Regions from separate parts of the Triticum aestivum genome. Here region 2 is linked to region 1. The links are chromatin contacts, called in public Hi-C maps. All regions are on one chromosome and are shown on one strand. The core of a region is the stretch at or near the end of the contact, and the rest is flanking DNA. Distances in the headings are between cores, read along the strand shown. Region 1 holds the start of LOC123188956. Region 2 holds the start of LOC123188957 (dnaJ protein ERDJ2).

Region 1 (2,741 bases), core at 169-2,668:
CGAAATAAATGCTACGTCTTCACTTCATCGTCATTCTCCTCGGACGCAGTCATTTTCTTCGAACAGGCACCGAACCAATTGCTTCACTTCAACAATATTTGAGGGGTCACTCTTGTTATCATAATCTTCGGTGATAACCTACACTGCAACGCAGGGAGATTACCTTCGTCGTTTACATCAAACTCCTCGTGATCTCAGGGACTTGTTACTCGGTGTGCACTAGCAAACACATAAGTCCCAAACTGTTTATGTCAACAAGCTCCAAGACATAAGGGGCCTATCATTACGCCAACACCCAGTGTGCGACAATGTCACGAATCCCGGCGCACCATGGGGGACCAAGGCATGGACGAGTGGGCCGATGTCGGCAATACAACGACCCTCCAGCCAATGATCCGTAAAAAACACCCACTCGAGCCATTGCCTAGAATCCAGGACGTGGAGGCGCACATGATCGCAAGAACGTCGGGGTCATACAGGGATCAGGAGGTGGGCCCAAGGGTACCCACCGTCAGTCCGCTGCAGTCATACCCATTTGATGCGAAGGGCGATGCTGGCACGGTGGATATCTCATATGCCAAGGGCCCCAAGCTGAACCGGGCAGCGCACGCGCGCCCAGTTGACCTTGCATTGTCCACCATTGGCTCTCTTGCGACCAACCCAAAGGAAGCCTTGGATCACCTGGTTGACATGAGCCAACACGGACTTGTGGAGGGTGAGAGCGGTCAAAATATGGGCGGGGATGGCACACAACACATGGCGAACAAGAGATAGTCGATCAGGAAGTGAGAGCATTGATGCACCCCAGGTGGACAACTTCCTCGCGACCTTGTCGACGAGCGGGTCCAGTGCTGAGGAGTGAAGCTTACAGATCGACAGAGGGAGGCCGAGGTCATATCTCTCGTTATTATTGCCTCTAGGGCATATCTCAATCGCATGTTGCGAGACTTTATCATTAGCCAAACATTTGCTTATCTAGAACTTTATTGTTGCTTCATATTCGAAACTGATGATCAAGGATATCGACAAAGGAACGGGTAGCAGCTATGGGAACATCATCAAGGAGATCAAGCAGCAAGCAACAAATTTTAATTGCACATTTATTTGAAGGTCGAGCGGCAAATTTATATGCATATAATTTAGCTAAGTATTTAAATTCTCCTGAGCAGGGGCGTCGCTTGTGGTTGGGCTAACCCATGATCAATTTTGCATCTTATTATGTAGCTTTCGATCAATAAAACTTAGCTTTAACCTAAAAAAAGTAAAAAGGGCTAGAGGACAAATATTTTACAAAATGCAGCCTTACACGTAAACAATCGATATCCATCCCTAAAAAAATCGATATCCAATTTTTTCAAAAGATTGGAACAACTCGAAGTGACGATTGATGAAAACGCTGGGAGCATGGAAGGGACGGTAAACAGCACACCGGTTGCACGCACGCAGGCTGACGCTGACACATACTAGTAGCGACTGGCCCCAGTAGCCGCTAGAAGATTCTCACCCACGGGCACTGCCTTTTCCCAAAAGGCGGAAAGATGGGGCAGGAGGCGGAGGCGGATGCGGATGAGCAGCTGCAGCGGCGGCTCCGGCGGGTGTTCGCTGCCGAGGAGCGGTCGTTCCGCATGGATCGGCGCTCGCCGGCCGCCGCCGACCTCCGCTCCGCCGTCGCCGACGTGCTCCCCCGATTCCTCGGCAACTACTCCGACGAGACCCTCGCGGTACCACCCCAAATATCCCCTTCATTCTCTCGCACGCACGCGTGCCCTAGAACTTGCCAGTGCCGATGCTTGGTGGGATGCGGTTGCGTCTCGATCCTGCGTGGTTCCGTGTGCTAATTGGTCTCGGGAATGTCACGATGTGAGTGTGGATGGGCCTCCGCGTCTGGGGCTGTACCAAGGGGATTGGGGTGGCTCTGAATGGACTATATGCATGTGCTTGTTTGTTGAATGCTCTGCCTGGGTCGAGTGATTGGCAGATTGGCACCCAAGTGAAATTTAAGTTGGAGAGGTGATGGATTAGACTATCTATCTGGAACATTCAGCTTGTTTAACTTTTCCTAGGAACTCTATATTAGTTAGGTATGGACTTCCCAGGATCTCAATTCAGAAACGTGAGCCTTCTAATTGGTCGTCCCAGCCTCAATCGCATCAGAAGTGGTGCGAAGATATATTTAAAGTAGTTTTCTGACATAACGGACCAGTGTGTTCTCTTCTTAACCCTCATAAACAGTCCTTATCAATTCGATATACCTACCTCCTTTCCTCGCTGATAGCCTTGATTTCACTTTTTTTTGTGTGCGCCTCTGTTCCATTGCTGTGCCCTACAATTTGCAAATTAAGCATTATAGTACACAAGCCTATAGATACTTCATAAAGCATAAGTTCATAATGCTACCAACACCTAACTGTGGCAAAGCCAGTGTGTTTGAGGCACAAATGTATTGTTGTGGTCAGGTTTATATGATCTATGAGTCAAATATGACGGGACACTGATGATGAGTTTTGTTCAGTAGTAACTTTCACCAGTTCTTTAGGTGATTAAGATGTTTCTGGGTGCTGCTTCATTGACATGGAAGACTGTAGAGACATTGTATAATACTCCCTCCGATCGCAAATATAAGATGTTCTAACTTTTTCCTGAATCGGTTGCACATAGACATGTTTTAGTGTGTTTGTTCACTCATTTCAGTCCGTATGTAGTCCATATTGAAATATCCAAAACATCTTATATTTGTGAAT
Region 2 (2,741 bases), core at 145-2,644, 440 kb before region 1:
CTAGTAGGAAACAAAATCATATAAAATCAATTATTGGGATCTTGCCCTTGTGAATTTCAGGAAAAAATCCTTCACACTTCAAGTACAGCATTATTTATGCATATAGTATCCAAAATTAACTAGCATAATTACGATTGAGACAAAGATGAACAATCAGGACTTTGCAAAAAATGCTTCTAGGAAATAAACCTACCTATGCTTGGATACAAAAACAAACTAAGTCCTGAAATCTACAATACCAAACTTCACAACAAGGTTTCTGCGTATGTGATTGTTTGACAATGTTCAAGAGAGTGAAACATTAGTGAGGTTTCAGAAGAATAAAGGGGAACTAAATCAGCACAAAGATATCCTAGCCTTTCTAGTATATCCCAACAAACTGGCTGGGCATGCTGCTACTAAAAAGAAAACGGTGACTTTGCTGCATCAAGGAACTGACAAAACATGAACATTGCGGTGACTGCTCTGGTAGGATAAAGCTGAACGTGAAATGAGTTGTAGTTTTGGTTATCAGTTTATTTCAGTATAGTCATCTACTAATGGAGACTATTCTAGGTGAAGGAGCAGACAAAAGGTCACATGAGTAAGTATTAAATCCTTCTGTATCTACTAGTTCACAGCAGAGAAGAATTGGAGTTAACTGCTTGAACAAAAGAAAAATTGACAACATATACCAGCCAAAAGTTACCATACCTCGCGGCTGCTGAGTTTGATGTAGTAAATCAGGAAGATCACAACGATCCAGAGAAGCAAAATAGTAAGGTTGCTCCACGTCGAGAAGTTGGATATCTGCACGACAAGAATCACAATACGATCATAGAGGAGTTAGCACGCACTAGAATTCTACTGCTAGACTCACGCAGAACAAACAGCCGCAACCCGCCCACCTTCTTGTAGATCGACTTCCGGTACTTTCCGGAGCGGTGGCACCCGGAGCAGCGGCAGTGGATGGTCTTGGCCTTCTTCGTCGCCGCGTGGCACAGCCGCGTGATCGTGTACGGCACCAGGGGCAGCGCGATCATGGTCAGGATGAATATCAGGAAGAGCGAGCTGTTCTCCTCCGCCGCCGCCATGGCTGCTGCTGCTGCCTCCCTTACTCAACTCACGACTGCGACGGAAAGAAAAACCACGGAGTCAGCGTGCGTTATTAGAGCGCGGCGTCGTGTGGCGGCCGGCGGCCGGCTGCGACGGCTCACCTTGGCCGGGGCGAGCGGGGCGTGCTCCGAAGATCTGGATATCGAAGAAGCGGATCTGGTCGCCAGGCGAGGAGGGGCGAGATCGGGGAGGAAGGCGGTCGAGATAGGTTTTGCGGGGCCAGATGCGGCGGGGCCTCCCACCAGGACACGGAGCGAGATGTCAGTGTGAGACAAAAAGGGCAAGTAACTGGTTTTGACTTGTGACCCAGATACGGCCCGGAGCGCGGATGGTAAGCGAGGCCAGGCCTTCGAATCGGCTGGTGATTCGCCTACACGTTCAGCTGTGAGCCGGCCCACTACGGTGGTTTCTTCGCACCAGTTTTATTTTTTTATTTTTTTTACCCTAAAAAAAACCAGTTTTATTTTTTTGCTCGAATATGCACGAGTGTGCATATCATATATTAAAAAAAAGGCAAAGAAAGTCTCCACCATAATTACACGGTTTCTTAGTACATATTACTCCTCACTAGTCTCCCACCTCTCCACCCTATTAAAGAAGGGAGTTACATTCCCTTTCATTAGCCCGGCCGATGCCCACAGTTGGCCCTCTTGCCTCACTCTCCCTATTAGATACTCCAAGCAAGGGCGCGCCCCACCAAAGATAATACCATTCCTATGCTTCCACAACTCCCACTAGACTAGCGCAATAATAGTACGAAGATCTTTGATGCTCATGCCTTCTAATCCTTGCTTGGCCACAGCCCAATCCGCCAGCTTGTCCTGTTGAGTGGGAGTCCAATCCGGTTTGCCCAAGGCCTCGCAGATCCTCGCCCAAACAGTCCTAGCAAAGATGCAAGTGAGTAGAATGTGGTTAATGGTTTTGTCCTCCTGGTCGCAAAACGGGCATGCGTCTTGGTGTGGCAACCCTCGCCTCGCTAGTCGGTCCGACGTCCAACATCGGTCCTTGAGGGCCAACCACGTGAAAAGCCTGCACCATGAGGGTGCACGTGATTTCCAAGTTAGATCCATCATCACGCTTCCTTCTCGACCCCAAAAGCCAGCCGCATAAGCAGATTTCACGGAGAACTGTCCGGTGTCCCACGACCAAACCAGCTTGTCATGCACATCCACCATGGGCTCCCAAGCTGAGAATAGTTGCCATATCAAAAAGAACTCGTGCAGCACAGTAGGTCCTATGTCCGGGCCAACGTCCAACGCCCAACTCCCATTCTCCACCGCTGGTCCAACTAACCGGGAGTCTCTAATGCGCTTTGGAACCAAGTTGTAGAGGAGCGGTGCAACCTCCTGAATCCTGTTGCCATCAAGCCAGCGGTCCTCCCAAAAGCGTGTCGTGAGCCCAGAATTAGCCACACTCCTCATGGCCGCCATACAAAAGCCCCATTGACTCCTCCGGGGCCTTGATCTTGAACTCTCTCCATGGCCTCGTCTCATCAGTCCTCGCAAGCCACGACCATCCCGCTTGCATTGCTATGTTCATCCAACGCAAGTTTGGCAAACCAAGGTCACCTGCCCACTTCGGTGTGCACACCGCATCCCAAGCCACCGCACAGTTGCCACTGTTAGCCTCCGCGTGTCTACACCACA

Evidence for each region. Hi-C and Micro-C count contacts between places; a contact is called where the count stands out from the background.
Region 2: a contact with region 1 is called in a Hi-C map of leaf, with 5 times the contacts expected there. The contact joins the promoter of LOC123188957 here to the promoter of LOC123188956 in region 1. A contact is called at or near these places in 2 of 5 Hi-C or Micro-C datasets (both in leaf).

Annotation. Positions count from the first base shown.
Region 1 is chr2A:450,074,300-450,077,040 of IWGSC CS RefSeq v2.1, reverse strand. It overlaps LOC123188956, which reads left to right and starts at 1,418. Exons shown (of 12, transcript XR_006495462.1): 1 at 1,418-1,721.
Region 2 is chr2A:450,518,448-450,521,188 of IWGSC CS RefSeq v2.1, reverse strand. LOC123188957 (dnaJ protein ERDJ2) reads right to left here and starts at 1,394. Exons shown (of 11, transcript XM_044601251.1): 1 at 1,197-1,394; 2 at 888-1,108; 3 at 694-789. The coding sequence starts at 1,073.